3 separate regions of the Mus musculus genome follow, and regions 2 and 3 are each linked to region 1. Evidence: chromatin contacts called from public Hi-C data. All regions are on one chromosome and are shown on one strand. The core of a region is the stretch at or near the end of the contact, and the rest is flanking DNA. Distances in the headings are between cores, read along the strand shown. Region 1 overlaps Mamdc2 (MAM domain containing 2). Region 2 overlaps Trpm3 (transient receptor potential cation channel, subfamily M, member 3). Region 3 holds the start of Ptar1 (protein prenyltransferase alpha subunit repeat containing 1).

The links. A called contact is a pair of places that touch in the nucleus more often than the background predicts.
Region 2: a contact with region 1 is called in a Hi-C map of cerebellum, with 2.3 times the contacts expected there. A contact is called at or near these places in 13 of 484 Hi-C or Micro-C datasets (the C2C12 cell line, the G1E-ER4 cell line, the HPC-7 cell line and 4 more), 4 of 130 datasets of targeted methods (all in embryonic stem cells) and 1 of 9 other capture datasets (embryonic stem cells).
Region 3: a contact with region 1 is called in a Hi-C map of cerebellum, with 1.8 times the contacts expected there. A contact is called at or near these places in 2 of 39 promoter capture datasets (the 3T3-L1 cell line and cranial neural crest), 8 of 484 Hi-C or Micro-C datasets (adipose-derived mesenchymal stem cells, brain, cerebellar granule neurons and 5 more), 4 of 130 datasets of targeted methods (bone marrow-derived macrophages, embryonic forebrain, embryonic stem cells and 1 more) and 1 of 9 other capture datasets (adipose tissue).

The regions. Positions count from the first base shown.
Region 1 is chr19:23,373,128-23,377,799 of GRCm38.p6, reverse strand. It overlaps Mamdc2 (MAM domain containing 2), which reads left to right. Exons shown (of 14, transcript NM_174857.3): 4 at 450-534; 5 at 3,745-3,882. Among named protein-coding and RNA genes, the nearest start is that of Mamdc2, 73 kb to the left of the region's middle.
Region 2 is chr19:22,902,517-22,907,188 of GRCm38.p6, reverse strand. It overlaps Trpm3 (transient receptor potential cation channel, subfamily M, member 3), which reads right to left. Exons shown (of 26, transcript NM_001362491.1): 18 at 2,387-2,554. Among named protein-coding and RNA genes, the nearest start is that of Gm52388, 22 kb to the left of the region's middle.
Region 3 is chr19:23,684,550-23,689,221 of GRCm38.p6, reverse strand. Ptar1 (protein prenyltransferase alpha subunit repeat containing 1) reads right to left here and starts at 1,822. Exons shown (of 7, transcript NM_028208.1): 1 at 1,677-1,822. The coding sequence starts at 1,762.

The DNA of each region.
Region 1 (4,672 bases), core at 1,445-3,944:
CAGTCTGTTGGGGGTCTCCCCAAAAGATAGCCATTGAGAAAAAGAACATTGGGAGTCTGAGTTCCTATTTCATATTATCCTCCTATGGCTGCCTGAATACTTGCAGAATATCCTCCTGAAGCCACAAAAGTAAAAGCTATGTGAGAACCAAAGCCAGACGTGAAATCTGTCTACCACCTACATGAACACAGGGGAAGGTGGAGGTTAGGGTAGCACGGAAGAGCATAGAACTCCAGGCTTCTGATGGAGACTTCACTCAGGTCAAAGTCCTCAGGGTATGTATGTGTTCGTGTGTGCACAGGTACAAATGCACACATACACAGTCCATAATAAAATTCATTCAGCAGCTATGAACCGTACTGAGTAACAGCTCCTCACTAAGAACTGAAATTTTGGACAAGAAACACAGTGTTTTGATGCCTGATTCCTTTCCCCTGTATGCTGTACAGATTTTGATAGAAGGTGTCCTGGGACAAGGAAACACGGCTAGCATTGCCCTCTTTGAAATCAAGATGACAGCCGGCTACTGTATTGGTGAGTGAGTTTTGTGGTTGTGGCAGCGGAATGCAAATCTCTTCCTACGTCCACAGCCAGAAAGCAGTAAATCGATCCTGAAGGCTGAATGAGTCTCGGAGCATGATGCAAAATGCTAGCATTTGTTCTTTGCTAGGGTCACCTGAAGATGGGACATTGATCCTCCATCTTCCGTGTGGAAAGGCTCATTAGCATTTGCTCTAACTGGCTGGGTTAACAAGCAAAACCAACTTCTCCCTCGGGCGATGCTCTCTAACCCCACCCAGCTCTGATAAAAATAATTGCTGGTTTGCTGTGAACTCTGTGTGTGTGTGTGTGTGTGTGTGTGTGTGTGTGTGTGTGTGCCCTTTGCCAGAAGAGCAGACAATCTATCCTGTCATCTACTTTCTTGTTAAACTGCTGCTGCTGCTGCTGCTGCTGCTGCTGCTGCTGCTATCTTAATGATCTCTATTGTCACTTAGATCCTAGCTGGTGTAGGCAGGATCAATTGTCTACGTGACAGTTTTGAGAAGGCAGGAAGAGAGGATAGTCCCTGGTCCACGGGTGCCTGACTATTCCTCCTTAGACACCGGCCATTACACTTTACATGATGAGAGGCTGGTGTCTGCGAAGGTGCACATGGGAGGAACGGGTTCTTTGGGGGGCTGAGGCTGCGAGATCTGAGCAGACAGGTGCAGACCCCAGAGCTGAGTTGTCAGAACCCTCAGGGGGCTTCCTATAGAAACAGGACTCAGGGCAGGGAGCCTGGCTTTCTGGAATTATGAGGTAGGGAGGTGCTAGAGTTAGCCTGCAGGGGACAGGCATGCAGCTGTGGCTTCAAGATGATGGCAGTGGTGTCCATGAACTGGAAACAAGGAAATACAGATACATAGGACCTAGGAAAATCCCAGAAGAAACACGGATTTGTAGGGATTATAGAATGAGGACCTTAAACTGGGGGGTTGGGATCAGAGAGTAGAAAAGAAAAAAAAAAATCAGTAGATCTGAGAGACACCTCAGCATTGACAATATTTAGACTGGAGACTCAGCTGAAGTCAGTGAAGGGTTAATGCTGCTCCTGAACAAGGAGCCTACATGAATGCCCTGTGCTCTGGCTTCTATGTTTGGTCTTTCACTGATACCTCTAATGCAACGAAGAAAAAGAGACTAAAAAAAAAAAAAAGTACTTTATGTAGATGCAGAGAACTTCCATTCAGTCTCCTCCTTTGAGTAGTCTGGGTGCTGCCATTCCACACACAGAAGCAGTCAGACACATTTGGGGAGCTCCGCTGGATCAGTCCCTGACTGCATGTGCACGTGGGCACGTGCATGTATACACACACACACACACACACACACACACACTTGTCCTCATCGCCAGTAAAAAAAGAAAGAAAGAAAGAAAGAAAGAAAGAGAGAGAGAGAGAGAGAGGGAGGGAGGGAGGGAGGGAGGGAGGGAGGGAGGGAGGGAGGGAGAGAGAGAGAGAGAGAGAGAGAGAGAGAGAGAGAGAGAGAGAGAGAAAGAAAGAAAGAAAGAAAGAAAGAAAGAAAGACAGAAGCTGGTTCCCGTGATGGCTGAGAAGTAGAGTTAAGGGTGGTTGACAAAGTACTGGCACTGAAGTAACGTTCAGTTCTTGCCCCCAGATGATACGGTGGCTTCTGGTTTGGTTACAACAAAAAGGATGCCACACTGTCACCCTTCCTAGCTCTGTGTTCTCCTCTTCTCTTGGTTCCCCTTCAGTGCAATTGGATTCATAACACTGTCTATCTGGAGCGATGCTGGGGATTAAGTGAGTTCATAGAAGAAGCTTAGGCTGCTGCCTGGCACACTAAGGAGGATTTTGCTTTTTATTCCACTCCATGACAGCCCTTGGCACTACATGTTGAGCATCAGTTGGCAGATACTGCCGTGGTAATTTGAAAAAAAAAAAAGAAATTTTAAAATTTGTCAGTGCACGCTGACAACTGTCCCAGCTAGGATTCTGGTGGGAACGGGGTGGCTCTGTGGGGTGTGGGAGTGGAGGTGGGGATCCGCCTCTGTAATTTGAAGAAAGCCCATTGACATCAACCAGACCACAAAGCCTTGCAAAGTAAAAATGCCAACAGGTGCTGGCACAGTGACCAGAATTAGAGCCAGCTATGACTCATAACCTGCCATCTGGCTAGCCAAGGATGGTCAAGGCCATATTTGACCCTTCGCTTCCTAGCCAGGACAGGAAGAGGAATTACTAGCAAGTGGAAAGGGTGGTTGTATGGTCAAGACTTCTGGTTAGGCTGTTCCTTCTATAAAGGGCCATAGCTCACCATGGTAGTCTGGCAGTGATGGAGATGGGTTCTAAGCCTGATATCAACCTCTTTCCCCTCCCTTGGTGGAACCCAACAAGGGGGATGGAGCAGTAGAGAAGAATAGGACGGGAATCATCCTTTGTTTGATAATTGCAGGATTATGGGGTCAGCGGCTGAGTTATGTTTATAAATTCCCTGCTAAAAGAGTTTGTTGATGAGAAGCAATGTACAGAAGCAACACGACACCATTCCCAAGCACAGAGATTTTACTTCAGTCTTCCTCATCTCTAGGCAGGAGTTGCAGAAAGGCCCTGGTCCCAGTGTGCTCCTCTCCCACATACTCTCACTCGACTCTTACTCATCAGACAAGTGGGGGGGGGGGGTTTCAGCATCTTGGAAACGTGCCTCTGAGTTCTGGAAGTCTTGTTCGCCACAGAGAGATGGAGGGCTGGGCCATCAGGGAACAGAAAGGGTGGTGGAGAAAATGTCTAGAGCTGAGGAATAACTCTAAAATAGTACAGTAAAATAGACACATTAGAGCTGTGAACACAGGTCACTGGTAAAGTGCATGATGAACACATACAAGACCTTGGATGTAGCCCCGGGACCAAAACTTTGACCAATTGATTAATTTAGTAGGCTGACAAAAACTCATCAGCTAATATCAAGCATGGACATACTGAGAGCTGTACATGGCTAATAGGAGAACAACAAGCCACATGGCTAATAGGAGAAAGGGCTCAGAGAGGCAATGATGAATCAGAACATCGACTCATTACTGGATCTCTCTCCTTGCCCGATATTGTTCTGAATTTCTGGTCGATGGTTGAGAAAAAGAGCCCTTAGAATGACTAAGGTCAGAGTATGCAGTCAGTATGGGTGTCCCCCCCCCCCCCCGGTGTAACTGCAGCTCCATGAAATGTCTGTTTACGTCTCTTCCTCCAGAATGTGACTTTGAAGAAAACCATCTCTGTGGCTTTGTGAACCGCTGGAATCCCAATGTGAACTGGTTCGTGGGAGGAGGAACTGCGAAGAACACCCACTCCATCCTCCCACAGGATCACACCTTCAGGAGTGAGCACGGTGAGCCGACCACAAATGCAGTCTTCTTTCCAGGGTGAACGTTGCCTTCAACTCCCACTGCCTGGCTTTGGTCGACAGAATAAGGGGTGGGGACACAATGGAAGACCAGGTGGAAGAGGCAGGAGAGAGGGACAATCTATGAGACAGAAAACTGCAGACATAAGCTTGTATGTAGCTAAGGAAGCCACAGAGTGAGTCTTCGGCTCATCTATAACCTTGGCTGTTTTTACATTCCCATGAAATGTTTTACTTCTTATCTATTTGGCTGTTCTCATTTCTAAAGACAAGGCTGTCTTTATTAAAAATAGATCGCAGGGTGACCAGCCCTTAAGAATTTCCCATGAGACCACCAATGCTAATGATTATTCCTTCTGAAGGGTGCAATAGGGCCCCCTGGTGGCCAAGTACGCAAGCACTCTGCAAGGAAAATGCAGAGGCTCTCACAGCGAGGGCAGGAGAAAGTCCGAAGGTAGACCAGAGCAAGGGTGTCCTTCCTCCGGTGTCTCACTGGTCACATCTGGCCTTGGTAGTTTTGTAAATCACTATGTCTCCTCATCTCCAAGACAGAGCAGTCCCCCAGTCTGTGGTCTTTCCTAAGTATTGCGAAGATCCTGGCTTTCCTCGAAAGCGAACGTAAGGACATTGGATCCTTTGCATTTTCACTCCTGATACATCCTCACAGATAGTGAAGAGTCCATTCAGTTTTGATTATTTACTCATGACTGCGTGGACCCTTAGCTGGACACAAGGCAACTGTTTGTGGTTTCTTACTCTCTGTCCTTTACTGACT
Region 2 (4,672 bases), core at 804-3,303, 470 kb after region 1:
GATGTTCACCAGAGAAGCAAAAACAGATTTTGCCATCAGGGTGAAAAGAAGCTATCTTGCAAGGACAATGTTGACCCCACTGAAGGCCTGCAGCCCACAAGTCCCCACTTTATTCTTCTCTGTGAGGTTTCTACTTATCATCACCCCTCCTACTCATGTTCTCAGTGAACAGTGCTGGGATCTATCTATTCCTTGGCAAGCCCATGGTGCTTTGGGACTAGGGAGACATCTTTTATAGTGTCTTCCTAAAGGATCAAAGTCCCTAAAGCTCTTAGAGGACAAGGGAAGCTCCCTTCTCTATACCCAGCCTCAGAAAATACCATTCAGCTTCTGGGCTCTCGTCCCAGGATTCGTGCCTGTGAGGGAGCCACACCTCACTTGATCTGGGACACCTTGCGTCCCTTGGAGGCTCCCTACTCTGTGGTGAACCAAATCCACTGAGCAGAGCCATCTGATAATAGAAACAATTCTTTCCCTTGACAATTGGCAGAGGTTGTTAAGTATATAACAACAGCTAATGAAGCATGTATGTCTGGATTCTAATACCACCATTGCAACTAGCCAGCTGGGTAAATGTGAGCAATTTAATCTCCGAGTCCTTGCTTTCTAATCTGTGAGGTAGAAAAATGTTTACTTGACAGGCATGATGTGTTCCCATGAGTAGTAGGGGGTGGATAGAGTGTACAGCACTGTTTCAACACCATAAGCAAACATTTATTAATGTTTAGTTGTCAGTCTAAGTTTGCATCCATGTGCCTAAGTGGTTTCTCTATCATCTGTCTGTCTGTCTGTCTGTCTAGCTATCCACTCATCCACCCATTCACCCATTATCTTTCTCTTTCTTTCTTTCTTTCTTTCTTCCTTTCTTTCTATCTATCTATCTATCTATCTATCTATCTATCTATCTATCTATCTATCTATCTATCTATCTATCTATGTATCCACCTATGTCTGTTTGTCTCTCTGTATCCATTCATCCATCCGTCTATCCATCCATCCATCCATCCATCCACCCACCCACCCATCCATCCATCCATCCATTTTACATCATGATCATGGCCCAGGTAGTTTACTCTTTAAGCCATATAACCACCCAGGAGGCAGACAAACCTATACTCCCACTCTTGAAGAGATGAAATTGTGTTCAAGGTCACACAGCAAGTAGGTGAAGGGGCAGGATTCTGACTCTTTACCTATTTGCTGAAACAGCCAGCAAGAATTCAGTATCTATACTACCCATGATTAAAATACCATTTCTCATCTGAGGAGTTCAGAGATCAATATTATGACATGATTTTCAGGGAAGGCAGTCTCTGCTGCCATTATTTGCAGGGCAGGCCAGGGCATGTTTTTGTTTGTTTGTTTGTTTGTTTGTTTGTTTTTGTTTTTTGTTACATATGACTACATAGATTTTTACAGAGATCTGGGAGCTGAAACAAAAATTGGCTTTTCATCCAGTAAATGAAGGATCACATCTCTTACCAAATCCCTAGGAAGGAGTTTTCTGGAAAGAAATGCTGTGCATATGGAAGAGGAACATGTCTCATGGCTGTTCCAGGGAGAAGACTCATGCAAAGTCTTTTTGTCACCTGAACCAAACCAATTTTCATCTTCCCCTCTTACAGCTCCTTCTGGGTCATTACTCCTGTAGCCAGGGGCAGTGAGGGAGGTTGAGGTGCCTCAGACCTGTCCTTATACAGTTGCTGTTTGATGCAGCTCTCCCAAGCTACGAAGCCCTGTGTGTCCCTTTAATAGCGCAGGCTATTTTTAGCCTTTGGGCACAAGCCAGTGCCAGTCATGTCACTCTGGTGGGGGCTGTGGAAAGTGGTTTCATGCATAGCTGTCTTGTTCTCTCTGCAGAACAAAGCATCCGTGTTCTATAATTGTACTGGGAAGCTAATAAAAGCTTTCCGTACAAACCTCAAAATTCAATTAGCGCTGGTTTTGTGACTTCGACCCTGAAGACAGATATGGGCTTCGCTTCTGACCAGCAGAATGTTGCCAGCTCAGCCAAGCTGGCTGCTCACAGCGCCTGGCTTCCCTCTCATTCTTGTGTGTTAAGACTGCTAGTCATGGCATCATGTTTACAAACGGATGCTCGCCCGGAGAATTGAGGCTGTCTGGCTTTGCATCTCATTGCTCTGGTTTTTTTTTTTTTTTTTTTTTTTTTCCGGCACCATTGGCAGAAAGACTTTCCATACAGTTGGATCCTAGAGAAGTGCTGTTTGTGCACAAAAGGCGACTCATGATATTGTAGTCTCAACACTTATAAGGTTAGACCTGGCAGGGGGCTGGAGAACCCTTATCTGCTCTCAAGCATTACTAAACCCCAGCAATATCAAAAGTTTCCTCCCCAGGGAGGAAAACTGCATAAATGTTTCCTTACTGTTAGCTCCATGTCCTCTTCATCTTTTTCCTTTGTGGGCTTCTCTGGCTCCTCCGGCTCCTTCTCTTGGAGATGAATCTCCTGGGCCTGAGTCATATAGGGCATGTCATCTTTGTTCTTGAACTCCAAGCTGAGAATTGAAGGAGGAAGTAGAATTCCCAGAATTACCTAAAGTAATAATAATGATAATAATAATAATCACATTTAAAGGATTAAGATTAGGGTGTTTGCTTAGAATCAGAAAGCTGGGATGTGGCCTATGTGTGTGTGTTTGTGCACACACATGCACATGCACAGGGGTTGTATTTACGGTATAGGGATGTGGATATTTGGAAATTTAAACACATGATAAAAAGATATATATTTTTTGGCCCATCTATGATAAATCTTAACCTACTAATTCTTACTTTCCTGGGGAAAACTGAGTAAAGGGAGTTTATCCAAGGTAGAAAAACATAAGATTTCCGTTTAGTTATTAAACAGCACTTGGCTTTGTAAAAAATCACTTCATACACATGTACTGGCATTTATTTGTGAATGTATCAAGTAGAGTTGATATGTTAGCTGATGAGCTCCATAAAGAAACGCTTTCTAAATTGACCTTGAAGGCACATGCAGAGAGTCATTTTATCTACTGTACAACATTCTGCTGGCATTAGCTAATATACAGCAGAATCCCCCAACCCCCAGAGAGCTCAGTATTCATCAAGAGTAGTTGTTCTTCTTGCACAGAAGCCCCAGGAAGATCAGCACTGCATTGCTTTCATGTGTAAACACTGTATGTGAATCTCAGTGTCGGGACGCTCATTGTGAAGACCTTTCTCATGGCAGAACTCTCTCCTCCATTATCAAAGAACAGTGACTGCTTCATCTTCTCTCAATTCTAAAACGGTCCCAGTGCACAAGGCTCCCAAGGATGAGCCTCCTTGAAGACATGCACTGAGGGGAGGGGCTTAGATCCTGAAGGGTCAGTGAATATCATGGACAGCCAGGCCTTGAAATATTCATGGGGACTTAAAAAAAGGGGGGGTGGGGAGAAATGACTCTGAATTGTAGGTGTTTTGGGAAGCTCAAATGGCATGCTGGCAATCTTCATAGGGTATAATGCCCTGTCCTCAGAGCTGAGAAATGGCTCAGCTCTCCACCTGAGGCCAGATTAGGTCACTACCAGCAGTATGACTCTGGGACGTAGTACCTGACTCACTTCATAGAAACCTTCTTGTAACCTTGGACCAAGAGCCCACAAGAAAGGTAGAGTATGGCAGACAGTGTTGATCCAGTAAAAGTGCAGTCAGAGAGGGTAGGATGCAGAAGTGTGGGATAAGTATGTCAAGAGAGCTTATGCATATCAAGAGCAACATGGTCACGACATCATACTACATACTAACAATTTGTTAAGGGAGTATATTTTAGCCAAACTTACGACATGCACAAAATGGTGACTGCAAGATGATGAATATGCCAATTTGCTTGACTCTGGTAGTTATACATACTCTGTGTATGTTAAAGCACCATGTTGTTATCTTAAATATACATATAATTAAAAGCTGCCATCAGAAAAATGAAAGGAAACCAACACCCTTCCATCTTCTCTTGATCATTTATATCCATTTCCCCCTTTAATCTTTTCATTTTAATGTTTTCCTTGAAAGGTCATTAAAAAAGGATTAGAAGAAGCAAAGACTGGGCTGAGTGTGTAGCTCAAAGGTAGAGAACTTGCCTGGCTTGTGTGGGGCCCCGAGATCCTCGGAGAAACTACAAACAAATGTGGCAAAGTCTACAACCCAACTTTTCGTTCTTAAGAACAAGTCCCTTTATCATCTCTTCAATACCCGAGGCAACTACTACAAACAATTGATTAGATGCATCCTTCTTGTTTCTCCTTAACTGAATTTTCGTTCTGGGCTGAGGTTGTGCAAACTGGTCTGCGACTTTTGTTTTTTCATTTGAGAACAGAGCAGAGAGTAGGGATGTTAGCTCACTGCCACATGCGCGGTTCTGGGTTTGATTTGCAAACATTTTTTGAAATGTTTGTGTTTCATTTTTTGGAAAAAAGTGAATCATGCCTTGAGATAAACAAATCTATCTCAACCTTATTTTAAATATCGTAACCACATACTATAGAGCCCATGCCTCTACGATATGACACAACGCAAAGCCAGCCTGGGTGGGACCAGACCTTCTAGGGCACTGAAGGATGGCTTAGGTGAGAGTCCTGTGGCAGTAGAGGTATGTCAGGGCATACGGTGGCCACTATGGGATCTGTGTGTTCGCTGCATTTTGGAA
Region 3 (4,672 bases), core at 573-3,072, 310 kb before region 1:
AAGCCTTCACTTCTTTCAAACCTTTATAAATTCAAATGACCCAAATACTTACAAATAGCCATAAATTCTATGTTGACAGAGTATATATTAGTGAGACCGCAGAATAAAATTATGATGAAGAGAGAGGAGTTGAAGCCCTTTAGGAGTTTTTGATGATCCAGAAAAACAGAGACCTGATCCACATTCCACTGGGTCAACCTCCAGAACTAACTAATCATAATTTCGCCAAATATAGTATTTTTTGTCCACCTCAAAGATGAGAAACTGGAGTGATCACGATATTAAATGTCTAACCTTTGTTACAATGTTTTAGAAAATGACACCAGTGATTAAAAAATGAACCTTCTCACTTGCCCAGCTTCCCCCCCCCCCCCAAAGGATGTGTCTTTTACTTGCTCTGCAGCTGGAATTCTCAAAAAGGGCCTCAAAGACAGACACACAAGACATCAAAGCATTCCTTAAAAGGCCCAGCAGCCACTATGGCTACTGCCAGGAAATCACTCCAAACACTCATTGGGGAAAAAAGTCAGCAGTCAAAAGAGGAAAGGAGGACGACTTAGGGGCTGTCGGGGCTGGCAGGTATGTTTAGAGGCCAGTAGTCTTTTGTCTTGAAGGAAGTACAGTTTTAAGTCCTTAATTGAGAGAAGAAAGCAGGCCATCTGAGGACTTCTAAATTCTTTTCTGAGATCATCTTGGAGGAAAAGAACACTTGATTAAAGTGTTTGGCCTTTCATTTAGTGGAAAAGCTAAGGAGGCTAGAATGCGTAAAAATAATTCATGTGTTTTAGTAAAAAAAATTAAAATATTAAAAATAAATTGTATAACCAATGAGAAAATAATACAAAACCGGACTTCATGTTTGTTTCCCCAGGAATGGGCTACATTCTGGCTTCTTATTCTTTTGTATACTGATGTAGGTAACTCTTTAGTAGCTTCCTTTCCATTCGTTAAAGGGAGAGTATCAGGAAAAGAAAAATACAATCTTAAGAGTATCTTCCTAGAGAGTAACAAATAAAATGGAAAGGGAGGAGAAAGAGATAATATATGTATCAGTTCAGGAGTGAACTTTTAGAAGGCAACAATGCTAGGTAAGAATGCCTTAAGATGCTCGTCTGTAACTTCGGACGCGCTACTAATAAAAAAAAAGTATCCAGTTTGCAACAGCTTTATAAGATCCACTCAGGTCACCTTCAAAAATTGTTACATCCGACTCGCTTTGCAATTTTGTGACAAGCGAGTCGAAAAGTCAAAGGCAGCTTCCAATCACCTTTAGTTAACCCGAAAGGGGGCTGTAGGGAGTATGATGGGGTGGATAATCCTCTATAGCCACGCACTGGATGCAACCGAGAGTCGCCTCCAAGACACAGAGACCCACGGTAGTGGCCCGCGGGGCAAGCGCATCCCGGCGGAGGGCGGCGGGGAGAAGAGTTGCCACAACTCCCGGGACGCGTCGCGCAGGGCAGAAAACTCCACGCTCCGACGTGGCTCTCGGAGGTCGCTCCCCGGCACTGCCCCGCCACGCGTCTTGGTAACGGCCAGCCGGCTCGGCGCGACAGTCCCAGCCGCGCTCCGCCTGTCGGAAGCGCGCGTGGGCCCCGAGCGGCCCCGGCGAGTGGACTAGAGCGCGGCCCCGAGCCGCCCCCGACGACCCCGGCGGCGCAGGGCGCGCCACTCACATGTGCGGGTTCCTTCGGAAGGCGTTGGTGATGTCCTTCACCACCCTCTGCACCAGCACCGCCACCTCCTCGTTCGACTCGGCCATGTTGGCGGCCGCCGCGATCGGGCGCGCCTCCGGCAGAGCCCAGCCGCCGGCGGGAGTTCCGCGGGGGCGCGCGCGCGCGCTGGCTCAGGCGCGTTCTCGCCGAGGCCGCCGAGCACTTCCGGGTCAGGGAGGGCCGCAGCACCGCTGGGTTGGGCCGGCTCTTCGAGCTCGGTGGCTTTTGGTGGAGTTTTGGTTCACTAGGCGTGGAGGAAGGAGGCTTCCCCCGCACTTCTCCGAGCAGCCGTGTCCCAGAGTGGCCTTTACCCAGGGACCTCCGGATGGCTGCACCAGGCCCGCTTCACCGGCCCACCCGGGGAGGAGGCGGGTTGCTGACCTCCTTTTGCACGCCTGTGCTACTTTATGCATGAAGTGTAAAGTAGCGCGTTTAGTTAGATCTTGTAATGTAGTAAGCAAAGGAAAGAAAGTACAGGAGAAAGAACCCTTCAGATCTCGGGGATAAGGTTAAAAACAAAAGTAACCCACTGTACTTCTGTACTTTTAGCATTTTTGATACATTTCGTGATCACTACGTTAATTTGGAGTATAAAATAAAATAAAGGCTTTGACAATTGTTCCTGACCTCTCTTGCTCCACAAATTATAAGATTGCTCTGTTCCATTTGGATTTTAAAAGTGTTGTAATTAAAATTTTTATTTTTATATATCAGGTTTATTTGTCCCTTCTAAGTACAAAGTTCTGACTGCCTCTAACTGGTGATGGTGTCTCCTCCTCCTCCTCCTCCTCCTCCTCCTCCTCCTCTCCCTCCTCCTCCTCCTCCTCCTCCCCGTCCTCCTCCTCCTCTTCCTCCTTCTCTGATGCTTGAAGTCTGTATCTTTTTAATTTTTGGTTTTTGGCCCTGGCAAGGTAGTGCGTGGCTGTGATCTTGGGAGGTAAAAACAGGAGGTGACATTCAAGGTTATCTTTGGCTGGGCTATTTGAAACTTGGATCTCTGAAAAGCAAACTGTGGTTGGTCCTGATCCTGGTGAAGAAACAAGAGACAGTCTACAAACTTGTGGAAAGCAAAACAGACCTGATTAAGACCCTAAAAGACTCTGACAAGCTCTGGGAGAAGCAGTGAGACAAATGGGGTGTGTTGCATCCCTAGACCAAGAGCAAGTTCAAGAGTCCTGTCGAAGAGTGATACCAGGGGCTGGAGAGATGGCTTAGCAATGAAGTACACTTGTTTTTAGCAACCACAACCACCTGTAACCCCAGCTCCAGATGATCCAACATCCTCTTCTGGCTTCTGTGGGAACATACACGCACACACATCTTTTACATTTTTTTAAAAAGTAATATGCTACTGGAGGTTCCTCGGAAAATTGGAAATAGGTCTACCTAAAGACCCAGCTATACCACTCTTGGGCATATACCCAAAAGATGCCCCACCATGCCACAGGGGCACATGCTCCACTATGTTCATAGCAGCCTTATTTGTGAGAGCCAGAAGCTGGAAACAACCCAGATGTCCCACAATGGAAGAATGGATACAGAAAATGTTCATTTACACAATGGAGTACAACTCAACTATTAAGAACAAGGACATTATGAGGTTTGCAGGCAAATGGATGGAACTACAAAATATCATTCTGAGTGAGGTAACTCAGGCCCAGAAGGATATGCATGGTATATACTCACTAATAAGTGGTTATTAGCCAAAAAACATATAGAATACCCAGAATACAATCTACAGAACTCAAGAAGGTTAACAAGCCAAAGGGCCCAAGTGAGGATGCCATAATCCCACTTGGGAGGGAGAAGAAAGCAATCATGGGGACTTGGGGGTAAGTGGCAGAGGGAGGGAGGAACCTGGGTGGGATAAGGGACAGGGAGGGAAAAGGGGGACATGATCAGGTATTGGAGGTGGGGACAGGACTGAAGCCCTGAGGCCCAGCCAAAAGAATGGAAACAGACAACCTTGGGAAATAAGAGGTGGGGGGACCCTCTAGAATGTGCCAGAGACCTGGGAGGTGAGAGACTCTCAGGACTAAAGGGAGGGACCTTAGATGAAATGCCCTACACTGGGGAGAGGGAACCTATAGAGCCTACCTCCAGCAGAAAGAAAGGGCATCATGTGAGGGATGGGGTTGCCATCCCACAGTCAAAATCTCCGACCCAGAATTGTTCCTGTCTAAAAGAACTGCAGGGACAAAAATGGACAAGAGCCTGAGGGACAGGAGGTCCAGTGACAGGCCCAAATTGGGAGTCAGCTCAAGGGGAGGCTCCAAGGCCTGACACTATTAATGATGCTCTGGCGTGCTTACAGAGAGGAGTCTACCATGGCCTTCTGAGAGGCTGCCCAAGCATCTGAGTCAGATGCAGATACTTATACCCAAGCAATGGACAGAAGCCAGGGACCCCTGTAGATGAATTAGAAAAAAAAACTGGAAGAAGCTGAGGAGGAGGGCAACCCCATAGGAAGACCAGCAGTCTCAACTAATCTGGACCCCTGAGATCTCTCTGACACTGAGCCATCAACCAGGCAGCATTCACCAGCTGGGCCAAGTCCCTGGACACATATACAGCAAAGAACTGCCTGGTCTGGCCTCTGAGAAAAGATGCACTTAACCCTCAGGAAACTTATGGCTCCAAGGAGTGGTGAGGTCTGGTGGGATGGGGGTGGGAGATAGGAACTTCCTTTTGGAGATGGAGGCAGGGGGAGGGGCATGGGATAAGAAACAGATAGAGGGCAGACCAGGAGGGGGATAATGACTGGACTATAAAAAAAAAAAGGTTTAATAATAATAATGATGAAATTAATATACTGAAATAAAGTTTTTTGTGCAAAATAGAAAAAAATATGCTACAATCTTCTGATGGCTTCAGATAACTGGCAAGTCTAGTCAGAACCATTTCTCCTTCCCTTTGTGACACTAGGGAACAGCCCTGACTTGTGAGAGCAGAACTTA